Regions from separate parts of the Pan troglodytes genome. Here region 2 is linked to region 1. The links are chromatin contacts, called in public HiChIP or PLAC-seq maps. All regions are on one chromosome and are shown on one strand. The core of a region is the stretch at or near the end of the contact, and the rest is flanking DNA. Distances in the headings are between cores, read along the strand shown. Region 1 holds the start of GSK3B (glycogen synthase kinase 3 beta). Region 2 holds the start of LRRC58 (leucine rich repeat containing 58).

The links. HiChIP or PLAC-seq counts read pairs in DNA pulled down with a chosen protein or histone mark.
Region 2: a contact with region 1 is called in an H3K4me3 HiChIP or PLAC-seq map of stem cell-derived excitatory neurons, with 5 times the contacts expected there. The contact joins the promoter of LRRC58 here to the promoter of GSK3B in region 1. A contact is called at or near these places in 1 of 7 Hi-C or Micro-C datasets (stem cell-derived neural progenitor cells) and 1 of 1 datasets of contacts at active chromatin or transcription factors (stem cell-derived excitatory neurons).

What each region holds. Positions count from the first base shown.
Region 1 is chr2:123,395,251-123,400,514 of NHGRI_mPanTro3-v2.0_pri, reverse strand. It overlaps GSK3B (glycogen synthase kinase 3 beta), which reads left to right and starts at 2,193. Exons shown (of 10, transcript XM_016941724.4): 1 at 2,193-4,496. The coding sequence starts at 4,409.
Region 2 is chr2:123,649,781-123,655,044 of NHGRI_mPanTro3-v2.0_pri, reverse strand. LRRC58 (leucine rich repeat containing 58) reads left to right here and starts at 2,167. Exons shown (of 4, transcript XM_009446244.5): 1 at 2,167-3,708. The coding sequence starts at 3,209.

The sequences.
Region 1 (5,264 bases), core at 944-3,443:
AAAAGTAAAAAAATAGAAATTTATTATAAAAATACTAAGCAAAGACATTTAAATATTTTCATTTATATTTAAATATGTTATTGACAAGTTATTCTAATTTGTCTTCCTTTCCAATCTTGATCCAAATGTACTTATATTTTACAGATTGGAAATATGGTAGATATACAACCTGAAGTTCTATATTTTTCAATTAGTATTGTTTCCTAAACATATTTCTGAGTTACTTTTGGTGGTTGTATTTATTTTTACTGGCTGCCTAATATGGAGTTAATACAGCATAGTTTACTTTACTCCTCTATTATCCTGTGATATTTTCCTTTATTTTCTCTTGGCCCACATCTTAGACATTACATAATTTCAAACTATCTCAAGGTCTCCAAATACCTTGTTAAACATTTCAGCCATTGCATAACCTTTTCTTTTTGCCTGGAATGTTCTTTCCTTCCTTATCCATCTGTACAACTGTACAACTATTCTTTGTCTAAACTAGTGGTTCATAAACTTTTTTTTTTTTTCTTTTTGAGACGGAGTTTCGCTCTTGTTGCCTTGGCTGGAGTGCAATGGTGCGTCTCAGCTCACTGCAACCTCCACCTCCTGGGTTCAAGCGATTCTCCTGCCTCAGCCTCCCAAGTAACTGGTATTATAGATGCCCGCCACCACGCCCAGCTAAGTTTTAAAGTTTTAGTAGAGACGGGGTTTCACCATGATGACCAGGCTAGTCTCGAACTCCTAACCTCAGGCGATCCACCTGCCTCGGCCTCCCAAATTGCTGGGATAACAGGCATAAGCCACCACGCCTGGCTTGTCCATAAACTCTTGATCTTGAGCTAACATGATATGCACATTATAAGATACACACAGAAATAAAAAAAGGATTAAAGGTGCACTATTTTAAAGATAAATTTCAACCGGCCCGGTGTGGTGGCTTACGCCTGTAATCCCGATACTCTGTGAGGCTGAGGCAGGCAGATCACCTGAGGTCGGGAGTTCGAGACCAGCCTGACCAACATGAAGAAACCCCGTCTCTACTAAAAATACAAAAGTAGCTGGCATGGTGGCACATGCCTGTGATCCCAACTACTTGGGAGGCTGAGGCAGGAGAATCACTTGAATCGGGGAGGCGGAGGTTGCGGTGAGCCGAGATCGCGCCACTGCACTCCAGCCTGGGCAACAAGAGTGAAACTCCGTCTCAAAAATAAATAAATAAATAAAGATACATTTCAATTATTTAAGGTCCCAAACCATTTTGTTTTCACCCTCCTACTGCTATCGGGCCCCTAACAATTATTAACACTTTTTCCAATGCCTCATCGGCCAAGGGATGTTTTTAGGTTGGCCTGCAGGGTTTGAAAATTTGGTTACCAACATTTAAAAATGCAGAGATTTCACACAAAAATCCAATTTTGGGGTTTCTTTTGGGAGGAAAAAAATTGAACATCTGAGAACACTGGACCCACATTCCTGAGGGCAACAATCTGCTAGAGCTGAGCAACTGTTCCTTTTAGTTATGGCATGGATATTCCAATTTGCCATTTTCCCTATCATTCCCCATTGTCTTACACAAGGCCAGTCTCACTCATTTGCTTTACTTGTCTGGCCTCTGTAAGCCATTTGAATCTGCAAACACTATCTAGACCTTTCCTGTCTTCCATCAAAGCTTACTTTGTTCTGTCCCAAGTCCTTCATCAGTGTTTCAAAGCAAGAGCCAGGTAATCTGATCAAATATAGGTCCTTTTACATGTGCTTTCTGGAGACAGCATCTTAACAGAAAGAGATGACTCTGCAGGTAGAAATTACAGGCACCACTGGATTACAATCAGGATGGCAACTGTCTGTTCTACTTTCTGTTATCTTGACGTAGCCATACCTCACTGTTCTAAAGCAGACCAAAGGAACTGGTTCTATGGTAGAACAATGGACGCTGGTCTTACGTATGAAATCTTCTCAAGCTGCACTTTTATAGATCACCCTAGTTCCAAAAGATCCAAAGCTACCACGGGCTCCTCTGACCCCCCCATTTCCTCGGAGGCTTCAGGATATCCGGCCTGACGGCATTTCCCCTCACCTGCTTTCGGGGCCCGTTTTGCGCTGGGCAGTTGCGCCCAAGGAGCGCGCGCATCCAGCATGAGCTCATTTCTCATGGGCGTTTCCAGAGGCCCGGCCGGGCCGCGCACACCGAGCGCAGCAAGCCTCTGTATCAATGGCCCCCGCAGCTGGGCGGGGCGCGGCCGCCCAAAGGCGCTGCCTTTCTGGAAGCTTTGTTCCCATTTTAGCGTCTGAGAGCTTGCAGCCGGCTGGGAAGGCCCCCTTGGTCCGTCTGGCCCTTTCGGGGAAGAGGCCGACACTCGGCACACGCGATCCAGGGCAGAGGGGGGCCTTGGGCGCGCAGAATTGGCTGCGCCCCGCCGAGAGCCTCCTGTGGGTGGGGAGAGCCCCTCCACCCCTCTGCTCGCTTGAGCGCTCAGAGCCCAGGGCCGCCGACCGCAGCACTTTCCGATTTGCTGCACCGAGGGCCCGCGGTCCGTGTGTGCGGTTTCCACTGTTGTTGGAGGCGGCCGCAGGCGAACCGTCCGGTCGTCAGCCACGACCCGAGTCAGGCATCTCCCCGCTCCTGGGACCGGGGCCGAAGGCCAATCACACTGCAGCTAGGTCTTGCGATTGGACGGCAGTGAGAGCCGATTGGCCGCCGCCGCGAGTTTCGGGCTCCCTCCCTCTCCCTTTTGCCCCAACTCCAGCGCCTAAGCTTCAGGCCAATGAGACAGCGCTTTATAGACGCCCTCCCTTCGCTTTCTTCTCCCCACCTTGGAGAGGGAGGGGAAGTCCTGACTGGCCAGACTGTCCTCGGAAGCCCCCTTCTCTTCACCAATCACCGAAGGAGGTACGCTCCCAGCGGAGTTTTCCAGCCAATCACAAAGCGGCGGCGGCGCCCAGCCGTGCAGTTTCACCAGCGTCTCTGGGTTTCACCGTCCTCAACTCTTCAAGCCTCTTCGTAAGGGCCGGCGACTCTGATTGGCCACTGTTGCCATTGTCGAATGTCTCCTCCAGCCAGCCACCGAACAAGGCGAATTCACCCTTTCCGTTCGGCTACCTTCGGCATTTTCCGCTCTGTGGGCGTGGTTTCCCAGCGTCACTTTCTAATTGGTTTCTCAGGCTGATCGGCTTTTTCCGGGAGGAGCCGCAAACAAACGACGTCCGTGATTGGCTCCGTTCGGGCTTCGGCTCCCAGCCGAAGCGGGCGAGCGTGGGGCTCGGCCGGCGATTCCCAGACGCCTGTTACGCGGGCGGCGGGGCGCTGGGCGGTGTAAGGCTGGGTGGGGGAGGAAGGAGGTGGAGGACGAGTAGGAGGGGGGAGGAGGAGTGGGGAAGTGCAAGGCGGCTGCGCAGACAGCGCTCCTCACACAGAGCAGCCCCTGACCCGGGCGAATGCGGGCTTGTGCCGCCGCCGCCGCCGCCGCCCGGGCCAAGTGACAAAGGAAGGAAGGAAGCGAGGAGGAGCCGGCCCCGCAGCCGCTGACAGGGCTCTGGGCTGGGGCAAAGCGCGGACACTTCCTGAGCGGGCACCGAGCAGAGCCGAGGGGCGGGAGGGCGGCCGAGCTGTTGCCGCGGACGGGGGAGGGGGCCCCGAGGGACGGAAGCGGTTGCCGGGTTCCCATGTCCCCGGCGTATGGGGAACAGTCGAGGAGCCGCTGCCTGGGGTCTGAAGGGAGCTGCCTCCGCCACCGCCGCCGCCATGGCCGCTGGATCCAGCCGCCGCCTGCAGCTGCTCCTGGCGCAATGAGGAGAGGAGCCGCCGCCACCGCCACCGCCACCGCCCGCCTCTGACTGACTCGCGACTCCGCCGCCCTCTAGTTCGCCGGGCCCCTGCCGTCAGCCCGCCGGATCCCGCGGCTGCCGGAGCTGCAGCGTTTCCCGTCGCATCTCCGAGCCTCCCTCTCCCTCCCTCCTACCCATCCCCCTTTCTCTTCAAGCGTGAGACTCGTGATCCTTCCGCCGCTTCCCTTCTTCATTGACTCGGAAAAAAAATCCCCGAGGAAAATATAATATTCGAAGTACTCATTTTCAATCAAGTATTTGCCCCCGTTTCACGTGATACATATTTTTTTAGGATTTGCCCTCTCTTTTCTCTCCTCCCAGGAAAGGGAGGGGAAAGAATTGTATTTTTTCCCAAGTCCTAAATCATCTATATGTTAAATATCCGTGCCGATCTGTCTTGAAGGAGAAATATATCGCTTGTTTTGTTTTTTTATAGTATACAAAAGGAGTGAAAAGCCAAGAGGACGAAGTCTTTTTCTTTTTCTTCTGTGGGAGAACTTAATGCTGCATTTATCGTTAACCTAACACCCCAACATAAAGACAAAAGGAAGAAAAGGAGGAAGGAAGGAAAAGGTGATTCGCGAAGAGAGTGATCATGTCAGGGCGGCCCAGAACCACCTCCTTTGCGGAGAGCTGCAAGCCGGTGCAGCAGCCTTCAGCTTTTGGCAGCATGAAAGTTAGCAGTGAGTATTGATTTTATTTTACACCCCTTTTCCACCTCGCCCTTAAAATAAGAAACCTCGAAATACCAGGATCTGAAATTATTAGACCTCCTCATAAACAGGCAATGGAAAAGGGCAAAACCTATCTTCAGTCAAGGATGAAGCAGCTCCCTTTTTACTCCTCCCATACCCCCTCCCCCGGTCTCATTAACCTTGAATTGAGATAATATGATATTTATTTGGATGATTCGATTTCAAACTGCTTTCTTGTACTTTTCTTGCTGTTGGTAGTCGGTTTCATCAAGTGCTCGAGTGTTTCCACGTTAAAGTAGTGATGACAGTGTTTACTTGCCCATCCTTTAGAATAAAGAGAAGGACAAGATTTGATTACTAAACCATTATATGCACATTTGCAGAATTTTTGGAATTTGGAATGAGAGAGTATTTTAGGTCTCAGGGGTTATGATAGTTTGATATACTTAATAGAGACGTTAAATGTCCCACCCTCCCAACATTTTTTTCTTGTTTGTATGACTACACATAATATTTGTTCTTAATCTGTGGATGAACTTGCTCAGTAACCATTCACATTTGGAGGCTGCCATTGATTTCTCTCTTTAGAAGGGACTAGTGGGAGCCAATAAATACCTAGCAGCAGTAACATCTCTGTATGCATTTGTGTTCAATTGGATAAGTGGTTTGATGTGTTATCTCTTAACCTTCCTGTTTTGACATTACCAACCTGCCACCGTATAATTTATGTTTAATCAAAAGTTAACTTGGAAGTAT
Region 2 (5,264 bases), core at 918-3,417, 250 kb before region 1:
TTTCTGATTCAACTGTAATTTCTTTCTGATCTGCCACCAACTGGAATTTCCCTCTGGGTTCTTTGGATTAAATTCCTGGGCGAGTGAGAAAAAAAAATCATCTCTGCTTCGGTTTGGGCAGTGCCTTATAAGTGACAGGCCACCAGGCAGTCTGTTGATGGGCTTACCTTGGTCAGATGTCCACTATGGCTCCAATCAACATAGGTTCTAAAGCGACGTCATATGATACAAGGACAGCACCCCAAATTATGTTTGGTTCAGGTGCCTCTGCTCCAGTTTTGTGTATGAAGCCCACAAAACCCCCAATCCTTAAGACAAGTGCCGTATAATTCCAACAATCACAATATTTCAAAGTACCATCAATGGATAGATGCCACTTGTAATACTGACACTATTTGGAAGATCTTATTGCTTTGAATCATTTAAAAAACAAAAAACAAAAAATACTAAGCTCAAGAGAGCAGTGTAGTGTAGTGGAAAGAACATAGACTTTGGAGCCACACAGCCCTAAGGCTGAATTTCTAATTAGCCTTTCACTCTCTGTGATAGCAGACTTTACTCATCATTTTTGAGCTTGAGTTCCCTCATTTCTAAAATAAGGATAAACATTCTTATTTATAAATGTGGCGATAAGTAGAATTACATTTTTTAAGGTTTGTGATAAAAGGTGTTTGATAAATAAAAATTCCTTTTCAACTAAAACTTAATATTTACAAATATATTCAGTGTTTCAAAAGATATAGAGTACCTGTACCTACTGTGGAGCAGGCACTGTTAGGGGATGGGTATATAATAATAAGACAGTTCTTTTCAAGGACTTTACAATTTAATCTAATTATTCAAAAAATAAGTCCACTAACTAAGAGATATATCCAACTCAGTCAATCCAAATTATTTGCAAGAAATCATACTAGGCAATGGGGGATGGTGGTGGTGTGAGGGAGAATCCAAAAATGAATAAAGATAGTCATTCTATGTAAGTAGGAACCTACTCTAATTGGACATGAGATGTGCATTTTACACTGAAATTTACAGTTTCCTTGCCAATAGCTTCAAAGAGGCAGAAACACAGTTTTCAACTTTTAGAAAGCAGTTTCTCAGTTATCTTAGCTGCTCAATGGTCTGGTTACATTTATCCTAAATTCAACAACCAAATAGTTGGAGACTTTATTAAATTAAAAGCTCCTAGTACAGCGTTGCAAGCAGTAGGTTTTCAAAATTTGTCAGGTTACTCATTTCTTTACCTACACCACTTTTTTTCTACTTCCTTTCCTTTATTCTATATAATGTGGAGTTCCCATACTAAGTATTTTTTTCCAAACTTTCTACTAGGAAGCCTCATTTGCTATTATTGAGGTTATCTTTTTCCCTTTAATTCCACTGATTTGTAATCTTACCTCTTATTTTATTTTTCTTGAGACAAAAAAAAAAAAAGTGCAGGGCAGTGGCACAATCATGGCTCTCTGCAACCTCTACCTCTTAGGCTGAAACAATCCTCCCAGCAGCCTGTGTAGTAGTTGGCACCACAGGCGAGCGCCACTAGGCCCGGCTAATTTTTGTATTTTTTGTAGAGACGGGGTTTCCCCATGTTGGCCAGGCTGGTCTGGAACTCCTGACCTCAGCGATCTGCTGGCCTGGGCCAAAGCACTGGGATTACAGGCATGAGCCATGGCACCTGGCCAACTCTTATTTCTGAATTATGTTTGAATCCTTTCTTTTTCTCATTTTACATTACGTTCCTATCACTTTTTAAAATCCAAGATAAACATTTTAAAGCAAAAACAACTATTATTTTAAATATTTGTTATTTTCAGATATTAGGACTACCGTTAGAATGCTGGCTTGACCCAAAATAAGGTCTGTTCTTAAAAGGACTCTTTCAAAACAAATGACTCATCAGTTTTAAAAAGCATTCCACCATTAGGTTAAACATACAAAGTACGTCCTTCTAGGACTACAACTCAATCAGAAATTAAAGTTTGACTGCAGAGTAAAGGCATAGTTTCTCATACAAATAAATGACTGGCAAGAAAAAAACGACTTTCCTTTTTTAAGGAGGAAAGCAATTTAATGTCGTTGATTATACACGACCACTTAACTTTCTTATGTATAAGCTTTGTTAAAAAAAAAAAAAGCTAAGCATTTTTTCTCATTTCTATTCATTACTTTTCAAAATCATAAAATGTAATTTCAGAAAAGATTGAGTTTGGGACAAGGATGAAAAATACGTTAATTAGAATTACTAAATTAGTACCAGATCAGGATTTTCCCAAACTGTAGTTTTGACCTGCAGTACAAACTCTATGCTTTGAGTTTTTAAACTAACTCATTAATTCGAGCTATCTCAAATCATGCAACCGCCTCCATATCTCCCAAATTCACTCCTAGACACAACTTACACCAAAAGCCACGTATGTGCTTCTACAATTAAAACGGGCAAAACGTCCTTACTTGATACACATTTCTGCCTTAAAAAAGAAAAAAATAATTCTGTGGGGTAAGTAGTGCGGGTATTACCCATATTTTATGCATGGGGCAACTGAAATCAAATCCCTGCCCTAGGCTATTTAACAGCGGAACCTCCAGTAAGGGTCCGGGGGTTCTGAGGTCTAGTCCAGCTGCGTTCACATTTCGAGGTCGGCTTTGTTAATCTTCGGACTTTAAATTCCTGCGGTTTTCTGTCATGGAGCTAAATCACCACTAAATTACTGTGTGCTCACAGAGTCCTGCAGACACGGGCCCCACTTTTAAACTGAAAAACAAGCGGGGGGCGGGGGGGGGGCACGTGACGCGCGAACCCTCAAGGCGAGATAACCGAACATCCTTGGGCTGTTTGCCGAGGCAGTCTTGGAGCCCTGGAATAGGTCACCAGGCTCCAGCGACTATAAAGCGCGGCCGCCGAAACCCGGTCCGGCTCAGATGACAATTTGGCGGCCTCTGGGTGTCTGCCTCAGTTCTGCGCAGCCCATGCTGCGCTCTTGCCACTCCGCGCCCCGCGCCTCGTGAGGCAGAGCCCGCCCCGGAGCGGCGCGCGCACCCCAGGGCCTCGCGTCGCGTGACTCGGCCAAGGCGCGCAGGGTTTGCGCCCGCCCGCGCCACTTCCGACTCAGCCCTCGGTTCAGGTTCCGGGGCGCCGCAGAGCTCCCGGCCTCTGGACCGCGCGCGGCGCTCTGGGGAATCCGGCGCCACGCGCCGTGCGGTGGCCAGGATGGAGGAGGCCGGAGCAGCGGTGGTCACGGCCGGGGAGGCCGAACTGAACTGGTCCCGCCTCAGCGTGTCCACCGAGACGCTGGAGTCTGAGCTGGAGGCGCGGGGCGAGGAGCGGCGCGGCGCGCGGGAGGCGCTGTTGCGGCTGCTGCTGCCTCACAACCGTCTGGTGTCGCTGCCACGGGCGCTGGGCAGCGGCTTCCCGCACCTCCAGCTGCTGGACGTGAGCGGCAACGCGTTGACCGCGCTCGGGCCGGAGCTGCTTGCTCTGCGCGGCCTGCGCACGCTGCTGGCCAAGAACAACCGGCTCGGCGGGCCCAGTGCGCTGCCCAAGGGCCTGGCCCAGTCGCCGCTCTGCCGCAGCCTCCAGGTGCTCAACCTCAGCGGCAACTGTTTCCAGGAGGTGCCTGCCTCGCTCTTAGAGCTGCGCGCGCTGCAGACCCTGAGTCTGGGCGGCAACCAACTGCAGAGCATCCCGGCTGAGATCGAGAACTTGCAGAGGTGAGCGGGTGTGTGCCGGAGGGTGGGGAGGCCTCGGGCGGTGTCCGGGAACCCTGGGGCGCCGGGCCTGGGCACCTCAACGTTTGTCACGTAACTATTTCCAAGCTTTCTCTTTAACTGCGCGGTAGTGAGTTCTGCCCAACCATCTCAGCAGGTTGTTGTAAATACCTAGTATGTTCGCATGTGTGACTGTTTGGTATGTTGTGTTTGGCCTATGCAGATTCTCGAGGCATTTTTTCTGTCTTCCTTATTGAATCTGGGGCGTGATCCAAACTGAGTGGAAACTCAAAACAGATGTAAATCAGAGGTTGTCACTTCTTTGCTCAAAAGTCTTCCGTGGATTTCCATCTCTATAGATCAAAGTACGTGCCTTTGAGCATGGCATACAAGGTGCTCTGATCTAACCCTTGCTTTCCACTACATTTGCAGCTTCCTCTTCTCTGTGGCAGTACCAACTACCATTTGTGGAGTTCAGTGACCTATGCATTTTCCCACGTAGAGAAAGCAGCTTGGAGTTGCTGGTAGGCACTCAGTATGTGTTGAATGGATGCAGTGCCTCTGTACACGTGCTGTTTCCCTTGCTTGGAATGTTTCCTTCACCTGGCAAACGCCTATCATCCTTCAAAAGCTATCTCAAGTTAATCATCTCTGTGATTCCTTTTTTACTACTCCCTGCACAACAATTTTTTTCGTTACTACTCCCTGCACAAAAAAGTACAGCCTATGCTGTACTTTCTCTGTGCTTCATTCATCCTGCCTTTGCATTTACCTTATTGGATATGATTCCTTGTTTACAGGAATTATCTGCTTCACCTACTAGATTATGCAGTAAATATGTTAAATTTAACTTTAGGAGGAAGCAGAGAAACAGGATAATAAAAGTGCCCGGTGGGGGAGTGGGAAATAGAGCCAAATGTATTGTACAAAACGAAAAAGAGGTATCTTCCATCTGTAAGATATTTTCACACTTTATTGTATTTTCAGAGATAACAGAACGTTAAAGGTAGAAGGGACCTCAGAGTTAAGTGTAGCAAAAGAATATTGGCCTGGGAAAAAAGAACTCCTGGTGCTCCAGCCTTAGGCAAGTCACTTGTATCCTAACTGTAGCGTATCCTAACTGTAGCTTTCTAATCTACAAATGAAGCATTTGGGCAAGATGTCTCTTCATTTACTCTTCAATAGATATTTATTGAACACCTGCCCTGTGTCAGGCACTGTCCCAAGTATTGGGGATACAATGGTGAACATGATCCAGGAGACAGACATTAAACAACTAACTATGAACCTCATTATTTAATTACAGTGGTTATGAGTTCTATGAAGACCTACAGAATGCCTTGAGACAAAATGACAGAGGCACATGGGAAAGCCCAGAGGCAAGGAGGATAACTACTAAAATTCTGAAAGAAGGACATTGTACTGGGAAGTGAGCAAGAGGGAAAGTGGCAAATATAAATTTGGGCAAGTCAGCCCGTGTCAGGTCTTGAAGGCTATGATAAAGTTTGGATTTTATTCTAAGTGCACATGAGAGAGTTTTAAGCATGTATCTTGTTGCT